Linked DNA regions of Rattus norvegicus: region 2 is linked to region 1. The links are chromatin contacts, called in public Hi-C maps. All regions are on one chromosome and are shown on one strand. The core of a region is the stretch at or near the end of the contact, and the rest is flanking DNA. Distances in the headings are between cores, read along the strand shown.

Region 1 (6,626 bases), core at 2,099-4,598:
ATTGCCGATTTTGGACTTCCACATCTACTTTTTCCAAGTCATTTCCCTCATGGGTGAACATGTTCTTTTACATTTATTAATGTCTAGCAATACTTTTTTCTATTGCACGGTCACACCTAGCTTCTGATGTTGAAGTCCTTACATCTGTGTCCTCTCTAAGACAGAGAACATGAAGCTCAGAGAGGCAGAACCGAGAACAGGCTGGAGGGTGAAGCCGGTGTCTGGAGGAAGGTCCTGGGACCCAGAGCTTTACACTTGCTTTGCTGATGCTGCATCTGACAGGGTGTCTTACTTAGGGTTTCACTGCTGTGAGCAGACACCATGACCAAAGCAAGTCTTATTAAAAACAACATTTAGTTGGGGCTGGCTTACAGGTTCAGAGGTTCAGTCCATTATCATCAAGACAGGAGGAGCTGAGAGGTCTACATCTTCATCTGAAGGCTGCTAGGAGAAGACTGATTTCAGGGGTTGGGGATTTAGCTCAGTGGTAGGGCGCTTGCCTAGCAAGCGCAAGGCCCTGGGTTCGGTCCCCAGCTCCGAAAAAAAAAAAGAAAAAAAAAGACTGATTTCTAGTCAGCTAGGGTGAGGGTCTTAAGCCCATGCCCACAGTGACACACCTACTCCAATAGGGCCACACCTCCTAATAGTGCCACTTCCTGCGCTAAGCACATAGAAACCAACATACAGGGTAAACAACTTTCCTTTCCCAAGTGTCTACTCTCTCACTGCTGTGCCATTTTCTAACCTTCATGTTCTTATTTTTGTCAACTTTGTCACTTGAGAAATAATAGAGGTTCTAATTAAAGAATAGAAAGGCTGTATGGTTAAAAACAAGTTTATTTACCATCTTAAATTTCAAAATATGTCACTGAAAAATGCCAACGATTCTGCAGAGTCTCACGTCGTGAAATGTAAAGAGAAGACATCACTGGGTGGCCAGTATCGTATGCACTGATGAAAAGCAAAATTAAATAAGTTTTGGAGATATGCCTTAAGATGAGTAAGAGCTACTGTTTAAAACACATTTTTAACTTAAGGTTAGATAGAGACGAAAACCACTTATAAGCCTCTCTACCCAGAATCACTGTATAGCATTCTCATTTCAACATAATGAAAGAATAGATTCTTGGACTACCTCATCCCAATTTTTTAAAAAGATTTATTTTATGTATGTGAGTACACTGTCTTCATTCACACCAGAAGAGGACATCACATCCCATTACAGATGGTTGTGAGCCACCATGTGGTTGCTGAGAATTGAACTCAGGACCTCTGGAAGAGCAGTCAGTGTTTTTAACCACTGAGCCATCTCTCCATCCCCATCTCAACTTTATAACATCTGATAACCAAGGATTTTTTCTTTAAAAAGAATTCCAGGGAATAAATTCTTTTTTTTTTTTTTTCCGGAGCTGGGGACCAAACCCAGGGCCTTGTGCTTGCTAGCCAAGCACTCTACCACTGAGCTAAATCCCCAACCCCCCCGAATAAATTCTTTTACATAATACCAATTAATATTCAGTCCTTCCTCCTTCCAATTAACTTCACTTATTCCCAAAGTATTATTTAGATGAATTAATATTAATTACTTGGTAGGTCCTATAATTACCATTAATTGGTAATCTTTCAGATTAATTTTATTTATTTTATGCATGAGAGTGTTTTGCTGACATGTACACCATGGGTATGCCTGGTCCCTGAGGAGGTCAGCAGAGGGCATTGGACTCCTGAAACTGGAATTAAGAACAGTTATGATATACTTCCTGGTTTCAAGAATAAAACCCAAGTACTCTGTAAAACAAGAGTTGTTGCCCTGAACCATTTTCCCAGCCCCTCATAGATTTTAATGCTATTTTATTTTTTAAGTCTCCAGCAATGTAAAATTCAGTTACCACAGTCCTCTGACTTATACAAGCCTCTACTCTACAACGAAATCTTTTAAGTATAAAAATAAGACCTGTTTACATTTTCCTTGCAGTAAATTTTCTTGCAGACCCACCAAACTGCTCTGGAGGAAGGTTTATATTAAATTGTTTTTCTTAGGAATATATATTCCTTCTTAGAAAATTCCTTTCCAAGAACACTACTCTATCCAACTTCTATTAAATCAACATTTAAAATGTTTAGTTTATTCTATAGAGACAGAGTTTCTCTGTGTAGCCCTGGCTGTCCTGGAACTCCCTCTGTAGACCGGGCTGGCCAGGAACTTAGCATTCTGCCTGCCTCTGCCTCTGGAGTGATGGGGCTGAAAGTGTGGGCCACCATGCCCGGCCATATTTTAGTTATTTTAAATATGTTCCCTTTCAATGTTCAACTTTCTGATGATAAAAACCATATATATTTTTTTTTTTTGGTTCTTTTTTTTTCGGAGCTGGGGACCGAACCCAGGGCCTTGCGCTTCCTAGGTAAGCGCTCTACCACTGAGCTAAATCCCCAGCCCCTAAAAACCGTATTCTATCTCAAACTTTGAGTTAAACTAATTGTAACACTAAAATGTACTACAAGTGAAGACTTTAACCGTCTTAATAAATAAGTTGTAAATATTTGGCATTTTCGAGAATTAGGGGGGGGTTGGGGATTTAGCTCAGTGGTAGAGCGCTTGCCTAGGAAGCGCAAGGCCCTGGGTTCGGTCCCCAGCTCCGAGAAAAAAAAAAAAAAAAAAGAAAAAGAAAAGTGCCTACCTCTCCCATTTAAAACATTTTCAGCTTGAAATTACAGTACTTCTTCTCTCTTGGTGGCTGTACAAGGAGAGAGGAGCTTAGTATTTCCAAGTTCAAGGAACCAGCTTTATATTAGAAACAAACCTAGAGAAGTAAAGCTAATTTTCTAAATCAGGTCGTTTGGTTTATAGATAGTAGTTTCGCGCTACATCAGCACATTTCACCCCGCGTGTTACAAGCGGGCAGCCGTCCGCCCACACCCGTCGGCCTTGTGCCAGGGAAGCAGTAACAGTTCGAGCGGCCTATTGGGTGTCGCAAGGCTCTGGGCTCGGCGGTCCCCGGGGAAAACAAGGTCCGGGCACGTCACCTGCCGGAAGGGCCTTGAATCTGGGCGTTCCCACTCAAGGGCGGGGCAGCGCCGGCTGCGATTGAACCCCAGGCTGGGTTGTGGGGGCTGCAGCGGGCGCGAGAGCGTGTGAGGAGGGCGCGGGGCCGAAGCCGAAGCCTCGACCCCGGGACCCCGCTTGGGAAAACCGCTGCTGGGCGCCACCCGACGCAGGCCCGCAGGCCCAGGCCGCAGTTTTCCCAGCCCCGTCTTCGTTGCCAAGGCGACCGCCGCCGAAGATTCCCGCGCCGGGCTCCGCCCCCCGGCCAATCGGACCGGCGCTCGCCCGAGCCCGGATTCTCTTTGTTCCGCAGCCATTTCAGGCCCCGGACGGGAGGCAGCGCCGCTTCGGCAGAAAGGCCCGAGCGCCGGAGGCCTCTGGGATGGTGTGGGACCGGGTAGGTTGGCGTGTGGGTGCGTGGTCGGGGCAGAGAGGCGGAAGCGGCCGAGCGAGCTCCGACCGGCCGCCGTGCGGAGGGCACCACGCTCGGCTGTCCGCCCTCTCGGACCCGGCCTGGCCGTTTGGAGCCCGCCGGCGACGGCGCGGTTCTAAGCCCAACAGCTGCCGTCCCGGGCACCCTGCGGGACCCGGACGGGACAAGCGATGTCCCGGGGGCGGGAGGTCGGTCCTGGGGCGGCGGGGAGGCCGGCGGCTGGCGGGGCGAGCTGCTGCGTTGCCTGTCAGGCCGCACGGTGCGAGGGCCCGAGGTCGCCCGTCTTTGTCCCGGAGCCTCGCACACTCTGGTTTCTGCAGCCAGCTGCTCCGTCTCTCCTGAGGGCCCTCTGGCCTCGCGACCTGTGAACATAATTTGAATGTTTGTAACTATGGGTTTTGTTTAGGTCTGTGGGTTTTGCACGTCTGCCTCTGTCCTATCCGCCCACGCCACCGGGAACGGCTGCCGAGAAACAGACCCGCCACCACAATCAAACTGGTTTTAGAAAGCCTTTCTTCCTCTTAGAAGTGATCTCGCGGTGTTTAATTTTTTTAAGTCACGTGGGTTTTGCAGGGATTGTTGACAGTTTCACTTTGTTGTGCCAGTCGCAAATCAGCTGCTGTAACTGTAGAAACGAAGTTAGAGGCTGTCCACTAATTGGGGAGATTGTATTAAGAAGCTTAGTATGTCCTGCTCTAAAACAGTGATGGCTTCAATGAGTACGTAAGCAGTGCCTCCCCCCTCACCCCCAAAGACCACTCTTAAATGCAAACTATTGAGTGAAATCAGTATTTGAAACTGACCTGTCTGCAGTGTGCCGGTTCAGATGTAACTGCTGGGTTTTTGAGTCTCCCTATCGAAACTTTCACTTAAGTGTGGTGAGAAAGTGCGCTTAATGAAGTAAGTAGTGTATACGGTTTGTATTTTGGGAGAAATCATGCTTTTTACTGCTCCTCAACCTTGCATCCTGGTTGTTCTAGAGAATGAATGCTCTATGTGGAAACTTGTAGCGGCAAAGGAAAAATACTAGTTTAGAGGCGGCAGATTTCTTTTAAAACCCTCGACACTTGCAATGTGTGGGTGAATAGTGGTTTGGCAATACGGCTTTTATTTGAGTCCGTGTACGCCTGTTGCAATATGGGTGTTCCGTTTTCCCTTTCTGAAGAGAGACTCCGTTAGCCTTCCCGTGCTTTTCCATCATGCCCTGGCCAGGAAGTACTGAATTCCTCCCACTGAAAGACCTATAGAAAATATTTTTGTATTTCTCCCTCTATTTCTAAAAGCCTTTTTGCCGTTACATAGTGTGAACAGAATAGAATTTTGTCTAAAAACAAATATCCTAGCTGTGACTATTTCCAGTATCAATATTTGTTACAGTCATTGTTTTCATGACTAATTTTCTCTACTTAGATTTTGTTAAAGTGAAGTAAATTTAACTGATGTAAACAGGAGGGAAGAAGGCAGCAGCAGTGGGGACTGGCTGCCTTTCTTTGCCAGGTATAATCCCTGCCCCAGGGAGGCAGAGGCAGGCAGGTCTCTGAGTTCAAGGACAGCCAGGGCTACAACTAAGAAACCCTGTCTCCAAAAGCAAACAAAACAGGAAAGAAAGAAAGGAATGTGGTATATGATGCCAAAGATTTGGCCCTCCTCTCACTCCCCCACCTTTCCCCCAACTGCCAAAGAGATTGAGAGAGCTGAGCTAGAGTGTAACTGGTGATGTTTTCAAAACCATGTGGGATGGTGCCCCTTCAAAAAGGAAGGGTTGGGGTGAAATCTCTCACAAGGTCCTGCTTGGCTAGTGTTAGTAAGGCTGTAGCAGGTTAGAGGGGTGAGTTCACTGTTGGACAGAAGTCTGTGAGAGTGTGTGGATCGAGGTTAGGCAGGTAGAGGTTAGTGAAGGGAGGTACTCAGTGCTCGAGTGGTTCTGACACTTCTAGGTAGTGTTCTTAGAAGTACTGTCAGTTGGTGTCATGAGTAAAAATATTAGCTTTCAAGCATCTTCATGCTCAAACTATCAAAACAGGAAATGAGGATGGAAATTTGTCTTAAACTTTTTTTGAGACAAGGGCTCACTGTATAGTTTGGTTGGCTTGGAACTCACTTTGTAGACCAGGTTGGACTCAAATCCATGAAGAACCAATACTACTCCTTCAACCTCCCAGTGCTGGGTTTAAAAGCTTGCACCACATATGTCTGTCTTCAAATTTTTCTGAGATAAAATGTATACAAGAATGATGGCCACATCTTGTTTCCAAAAGGCAGTCAGTGACAGTGGAACTGTTTAAACTCAGTTTGCAAAGGAGACTGGTGGCTCTTGGTGTGACGAGCTTGAGTCATAGGTGCTGTTCTAATGACTTTATGATACAAGGTAGAGAGAGAGAAGGTGTCCTATGTGTGGATGGGCAGTCTCAGCTAGGCCCTTTGTAATTGTCAGTGTAATGTGAAACAAGTTACAGTGTCTCAATTAGTAGTATTCTGAGAACTAAATGAGTTCACATGATAAGCTCTCAGAACTGGGCCTACATGGAGTGAATGCTCCACAAATCACTAATGTTCTCGTCATTGTCATTTTCATTGTTGATAATTTTAAAACTATAAGAAGTAAACTTAAAATTGCCAATTTCAAGATGGTACAGTAATTTCTGCAAGCCCTTCTTCAGTGTGTTTCCTTCAAATATGTATATTTACACAGTTGAGATTTTATTTTTATTTTTTTTTTTTTTGGTTCTTTTTTTTTCCGGAGCTGGGGACCGAACCCAGGGCCTTGCACTTCCCAGGTAAGCGCTCTACCACTGAGCTAAATCCCCAGCCCCCACAGTTGAGATTTTATTGCATAAGTAATTTTCTGCTTTTTTAAAAAGATACATGGTACAGCTTTTTCTTTAGCTAGTTATAGTGTTTGTTTTTATGACTATGTGATGTTTGTGAATTTCTCCTCATTAAAGAGTTTTTAGTTGTTTTTACAGTTACATAAGAAACACAACTGAACATCTTTGTGCATAGGACAATAGCTGCATTTTAGATGTTTCATTCAGATGCTAGGCATCATCCACGTTTCTGAATTCATATTGTCAGGCTGCTTTTGCTTACAGCACGCTTATTTCTTGTGGTGGTTTGTGTTTTGAGACAGGGTCCCTCTACATAGCCCTG
Region 2 (6,626 bases), core at 1,131-3,630, 260 kb before region 1:
AAGAATGTCTGTCCTGATTTATATTACAGAGGTGGCCCAGAGACCCACTAACCTTGGCCTTGGTTTGATCTGTAATTGGAATGCCTCAAGAATTTGTTGGAAGAAAAGGAAAATCCTCTTGGGGAAAAGAAGCTATCGTGCTCACAAGTACTTTAAAACACGAGTGTCAGGAATAACCATTCAAACACAGATACAGACGCAGTGAGAAAAATAAAACACAACAGAAATAGCAGGCAACACGAACAGACCCAAGAGCGCTGGAAAGGGCAGTTACTGGGATTGTTAGTCACCAACTGTAAGTTAATATAAAAACTGATGAAAGTCATAAACCCATAGATCAGGAACACTAACATGTCCACACACAGCCCTCCCAGATACAACATAGTGAAGCCACAGGAACTGATAGTGTGTGTCACACTAGGGAGACCATGTTGCCTTCGAAAGTGTAAAGTAGCTCATTTTTCAAAGTCAACAATGGAGGTTAAAAGGCAGCAAAACTATGTAAGCTGCACAGTGAAAGAAAACATGTGCCCACCTACAATCCTAAAATTCTAGCATCAGAAATTCTATTGGAAGTTCTGAACTTAAGAGAGAAATGAAAGGACCCAGAGGAAAGGCCCAAAGTACAGGGCCCAAGATGCGAAAAGAAATAAAAGAAAAACAAAATGAAAGGATCTTGTACAACTTTTTAAAAAATGCATGTACGTTGACAAATAGCAAATTAGTTGAGATATAAGTGAACGGTGTTTAAAGTTTCAATATTACTAAACCTCACAGAACAGTGTTAAGATTGATATCTGGGGGTTGGGGATTTAGCTCAGTGGTAGAGCGCTTGCCTAGGAAGTGCAAGGCCCTGGGTTCGGTCCCCAGCTCCGAAAAAAAGAAAAAAAAAAAAAGAACCAAAAAAAAAAAAAAAAAGATTGATATCTGCTTAACATTTGGGTAAGTTGATGCAAGGTTAAGATAAAGTATTAGAAACTATAATTTTAGACTAGCTACCAAAACCAGATAATTCTAAAATAATAAAATTTCTAAAAAAAAATTAAATAAATAGAAGAGAAAAAATAATACTTTAAAAATTTAGCCAATCCAGAATGAGTCAAGAAGAGAGGCAGGGAGGGGGGATGGTAGATGAGGAAGCACATTCGGAATCCCCAAATAATATGACGAACTCAACCTCCAAGACACAAGTAATTATATTAGATGTAAGTGGGCTACGAGTACTCCTCTTCCTTAGTAAATGCACAGTTGGGGGCTGTGGGTAACCACGAGGGTGTCCCTTGGGTTAATGGTAGGTGGTGTAAATTCCAGTCCTCAGCTAAGCATCAATAGAATATGGGATTCTGAGCAGTACCCACCCAGGAAATGATGTCATTAGGTTGGATAGTGAGTGGGCCTCAGCCCATTCTTTCCCATTTCGAAACTGTTCTTAATGACCTCTTTTAGAAGGTCTTGGTCTCCTGCGAGCAGGAGTTGGTTATGTTCCCAGAAGGAAAGGGCGCCCTCTGCTGAGAGAAGATGGAATTATTTTAACTTCAGAGAAAGCACACGGGATGGAGTTTGGGAGAGGGGGCGGGGAGAAACATTGCAAAGACACCATCCCTTCTGAGAGAGGTGAAGAAAGGCGATCTTCGCGTGGTTTTATTTCCCCTGGACATGGACCACATCTGGATGTGACCCTTAAAACGGTCCAGTCCACTGACTTTGAGTTGTGCTGGATGAGAACAGAGTGGGAACATGACAAGAATGTATGAGGACACACCGAGATGCCATGGCGATAACCTGCACTTCAAATCTTGGACACCTCACATCTTTATTCTTTATACTACTCTGAGTGGAGATTACGTCTTATGGACTGGAAACCTGCTACCTGATGTTACCTGCTTCCAAGTGACCTACAGTGAGAGAGAGGGTCACCTAGTCCAGTGACGATGGATACCAACAAACCTGAATGATACATATGCGTTCAAGTGTTTTAAGTGACCACATTAGAAAGATATTAATTTCAATTAAATATTTTATTCAATACAGCGTATGTTAAAATATCACCATTTAGACATCAATCAGCACAAATCTTGAAGAGAAGCTTTACAACCATTTTTGCCTTAACACTTCAACATCATTACCTTTAACACACATCTCGATTCAGACTAGCCAGCTATCAGGCACTTAAAAGCTGTGTGTGGCTAGTGGTTGCCCATCTAGACGGTTCTCCGCAGGCCCAAATGGCATAGCAGTTGCCCTGGACACTGCTGCATCCAGGGTTAGCAGTGAATGAGCAGGGTGCAGTTTGCCTAGTCAGCCTTGCATGCCTGGGAAGCTGGGCTGTGCTCACATTTCAGCCACGTCAGAACTTCTCCCAGAAACACCCAGGGTTGGGAGTGTGCCCAAGTCACTTGGCAGGCCTCTTCTCTGGCAGTGGATTATTCTGGAGCGACTGTGTCTTGTCCTGCCCACAAGCTGCAGTCATGACTATACTTGTAATCATAAGTAGAAACAATCTTGCCTCTCCGTTCATTGTCAGTTTATGTGGTTTTAAAGTGGCCTGGGAGAAAACAAGCCTTTTAGAGCGTGTTTGAGCATGTTGCCAGGACACTGTCAGAGCACAAACAGAGCTAGGAAAACCAACCTTGAATATGGGTAGCGCTGTCCTATGGGCTAGGATCTCAGACTGAATAAAAGAACAGAGAAAACAAGCAAAGTGCCCACACTCAACTGCTTCCTACGGCAGAGGCAGTGTGGCCAGCTGCCTCACACATCTGTGACCATGCCTTACCATCATGATGAGCCAAATCCCTTCTTTTATGCATATCTATGCACATTATTAAGTAGACATTAATTTCTTTAAAACATTATTCTCTCACAGTTTGAAATGTATATAGCTATTTCGATTATATTCACCACTGGTTTCCCCTCCCACTGAACCCCTTCTTCCCAACAGGGCCTCCTCTCACTTCCGTGTCCTTTTTTTTTTTTTTTTTTTTTTTTTTTTTTTTTTTTTTTGCTGCCCACTGTGTTTAATTACGGTTGCATGGGTCAGGGGTTGTTTATTTGAACAAAGAAAACTTACACCACTAAGGAATGTGACTCTACCTCTATTCACTCATTAGCCTGTAGCCCTTCAGGTAGGAGAGAGTTTTATAAGCCCCTCTCCCATTCATAACAGAATGCTAATGGTTCCCATTAATGCAATTCCGGTGTAGACAGTCGCACGTGCTGTGTACGCATGGGTCTCACAGCCATGTCAGGTCCACAGGATAGCCACTGCTTCTCATCTCCAGGCTCGCACATTCTTCCCACCTCCTTTCGGGGGTGGCACTGATGTCCTTCTTAAGGGCTGAGTGCTCAGCACTCACTTATTCTCTTCCCTTGGACCAATCATGAGTCTGCGTGAACTACTTCCGGTGCAAACGGAAGCTTCACAGGCCGAGACTGGCAGCAGCACTGACATGGGTATAAACATAAATATTTAGAAGGAAATTGTATACATTGTATTTCAGCAAAGCAACAGTAGCGTATTACTATCTAGGGCCTATCCCTTCTCCGCCGGACTCTTGGAAAGGTTTGCAGGACCAGGCACAAATCCCTCCTGTGAAGCAGGCTCAGAGCCAATCAGGAGTTGGTTACCGCACAAGGGTCATTCCGCCACTGCACTGTGGGTATCCCTTGCCCGACAGATTGATATATTGTAGTCTTCAACGTTCACATCTGGAAACAATCTCTAGTGCTGTTTCTCCTCCAACAGCCTGCATAGCGCCTTCCGGCACTGTGAAAGCCAGCATCTGGCAACCAAAATGTGTCATACCTTCAGCAGTGGAGAATTGTCACCTAGTCCTAGTGGACAATGGAGAATGATGCCATCGGGCTGTGTTGTTCTGGAGGTCTCTGGGAGGTCCCATGTGGAGCATTGAGATTTCCATGTAGTAACACACCACTTCTAAGAACAGCATTGTCCACGTATGCGGGGTACCTTCCTTCAAAGTCACCCCCTCTTCTTTCTCTTCACTATTGTCTTCTTCTCCTTCTAATGTATTTTTAATTAGGTTATCAAGTAAGTTTCCATATATCTTAGTTTTGATTTGCTTGTCCCCTCCAGCTCCCCGTCTCTCCCAGTCTTCACCCCATGCCCATTTAAACTTCGAATTTCCAATACCCTTGTCTTGTTCATGAAACGTGTTCTGCTTTCCTCTGTCTCTTAGGGTCCCTCTCCCCCTCCACTCCCTCTCCCCCTCCCTCTCCCCCTTCCCTCTCTTCCCCTTCTCCACCTCCCCCTCCCCCTCCCCAATCCCCCCTTCCCTCTCTCCTCCTGGCTCCCTTCTGGCACCCTTGCCTCTACAGACCCTCCAAGTGAAACACACATACATCTGAAAATTCAAAGACAGGCTCTACATTTGAGGGAAGACGTTTGTCTCCGTGGATGCCAGTTCCATAACCCAGTCACGATATTTCCCATTTCGATCCATTCCTGCAGATTAAATGATTTTCTTTTTCTTTACAGTTAGATAAAATCCCATGGGGTTGGTATACTACATTTTCGTTATCTATCTGTTGATGGATGTCTGGGTTGATTTTATATCCTAGCTATTGTGACTAGAATAACAATGAACACTGACGTGCAGGGATCCCTGTAACAGGTTAGAGAGCTCCTTTGGGGGTATCTCGAGAACAGTGGAGCTGGGTTATATGGTAGCTCTGGTGTTGCAGTTATTGGTGATGGGGGGGGGGGCTTGCATGCTCCACTGCATATGTGGCAGTCAGTAAATAAGTTTCATGAGCCAGTTCTCTCATTCCACCTTGTTAAGACGGAGTCTCTGCTGCTATTCTTGTCATGCTGTGCACTCCAAACTCGCTGGCCCACAAGCTTCCAGATGTCTCCGCCTTGCATCTGGCGGGACAAGGGCTGGGTTACAGTAGCATGTCAGTACATCGGACTCCGTTTTTCCTTTCTTTCTTTCTCTTTCCTTCTTTCTTCCTTTTTTTCTTCCTTTCTTTCTTTCTTTCGTGCTCTCTTTTTCTTTCTTTCTTCCTTGCTCTTTCTTTTTTTGTATTTTGAGAGTCAACATTCATTTCTACTTTTTACCTTATTATTTTCTTGATTCGTTTCAGTTCTTTGAATATTCTAGTTACCAATGAATGCTCTGACAGATAAATAGCTGGCCAGTGTTTTCTCCCTTTCTTTAGGTAGTGTCTTCACTCGCTTGTCTGCTTCCTTTGCTGTACAGAGGTTGTTAGTTCCATGAGCTCCCAGATGTCCGTTGCTCATTTTGAGAAGCTGGAGGGAAACATGAAGACAATTACAACAGCTGGAGAGTGAGGAAAGAAATTCTTGGAAGAAACATCGCAGAGGGAGCATCTCGAAATCTGCTTAGAGGCTCAGCCCAGCCTCCATCTGCCCCCGGATCACTCATGTGCACAGACTCAGAGCAACCTGATTAGCGCTCAAGCTGACCTGATATTTAATACGGTTGCTTCTATCTGCTTTAAAGAAAATCAATATTCTTTGGAGGAACACGACAAAATCAAATATCTCAATGATGTGTTTTTCATGGTGCTGAGGATTCAATAAAAATTATTAGATATACAAAGGAAGAAGAAAATGGAACATGAGTCAAGAGAAAAATAAGTTAAGGGAAGCCGGGTAGGGGAGCCCAGATGAAACGTGAAGACAAGGGCTTTAAAACCGCCAGCAAACAATGCCTGACAACGTAAGGAAACAGTGCTCCCACACGGAAAAACAGCCAACTTTGGTAGATCTGTGGACTGGGGAAAATCTGAAGGTGGTTAAAATATTCGAGGTCATAACGAACCAAAAATGTCCTATTGAAGAACCCTATTTTCCTAACGTTTACCAACTTTTTACTCGTCTTGAAAAATCTTAATCAAGCTGATAATTCAGCTGTTCACATGAATCTATTTGGGGATGATATGGTTTGAGGAAAAACAAGAAAGCCAGAGCTTCTGAAGAGACAAAGGAAGAGGGTCAGGTAGAGGAAGTGAGTGGCAAGGGTGCCATAGGGCAGGAAACTGCTTTGTGTGCCGAAGCCCCTGGGAAGGGGCCAGCTGGCCAGAGCAGGGGCATCGTTTGTAAGATGAAATGCGCCCAACGGGAGAAGCAAGCGTGGCGAGCAGCAAGGAGGCCTGCTCTGCTTGGTTGCTAGGTTGTTGCCAGTGGCAACACAGAACTGTACAACTATTCACTGTCTTCCTACAAAGGCATCCGCGGGTGTTGCTCATGGCCACATAAAGAATCTCAGCAAATGCTCATGGGTGTCTACACAACTCAGAACACACAGTAACCCAACTTCACATCAGTCAGACGTTGGCGAAGGCACACGAGTGTGATGGAATAATACAGAACAACAGAAGTGACAAACTAAGGAGCACATATTAAAAAGAGATATTTATGGGCTGGGGATTTAGCTCAGTGGTAGAGCGCTTACCTAGGAAGCGCAAGGCCCTGGGTTCGGTCCCCAGCTCCGAAAAAAAAGAACCAAAAAAAAAAAAAGAGAGATATTTATAGTGAGCATAGTTACGTATGTAGAAAAAATACTGAAAGTTCTAAAAATTAATGCATATTTCACATGCTTTAAAGATAAAAATCATTTGTATTTCAGAGACTAAAAGAA

The links. A called contact is a pair of places that touch in the nucleus more often than the background predicts.
Region 2: a contact with region 1 is called in a Hi-C map of frontal cortex, with 1.8 times the contacts expected there. The contact joins the enhancer-like site here to the promoter of Tnpo1 in region 1. A contact is called at or near these places in 1 of 12 Hi-C or Micro-C datasets (frontal cortex) and 1 of 1 datasets of contacts at active chromatin or transcription factors (oligodendrocytes).

What each region holds. Positions count from the first base shown.
Region 1 is chr2:32,031,048-32,037,673 of GRCr8, reverse strand. Tnpo1 (transportin 1) reads left to right here and starts at 3,348. Exons shown (of 25, transcript NM_001399431.1): 1 at 3,348-3,440. The coding sequence starts at 3,426. It overlaps Eif5bl (eukaryotic translation initiation factor 5B like), which reads right to left and starts at 3,355. Exons shown (of 3, transcript NR_185089.1): 1 at 3,025-3,355; 2 at 2,679-2,735; 3 at 820-951.
Region 2 is chr2:32,294,310-32,300,935 of GRCr8, reverse strand. No RefSeq gene overlaps it. Among named protein-coding and RNA genes, the nearest start is that of Zfp366, 15 kb to the left of the region's middle. Within about 2 kb of position 2,380, at least 54 of the 93 cell types and tissues checked have an H3K27ac peak or open chromatin away from gene starts, as enhancers often do.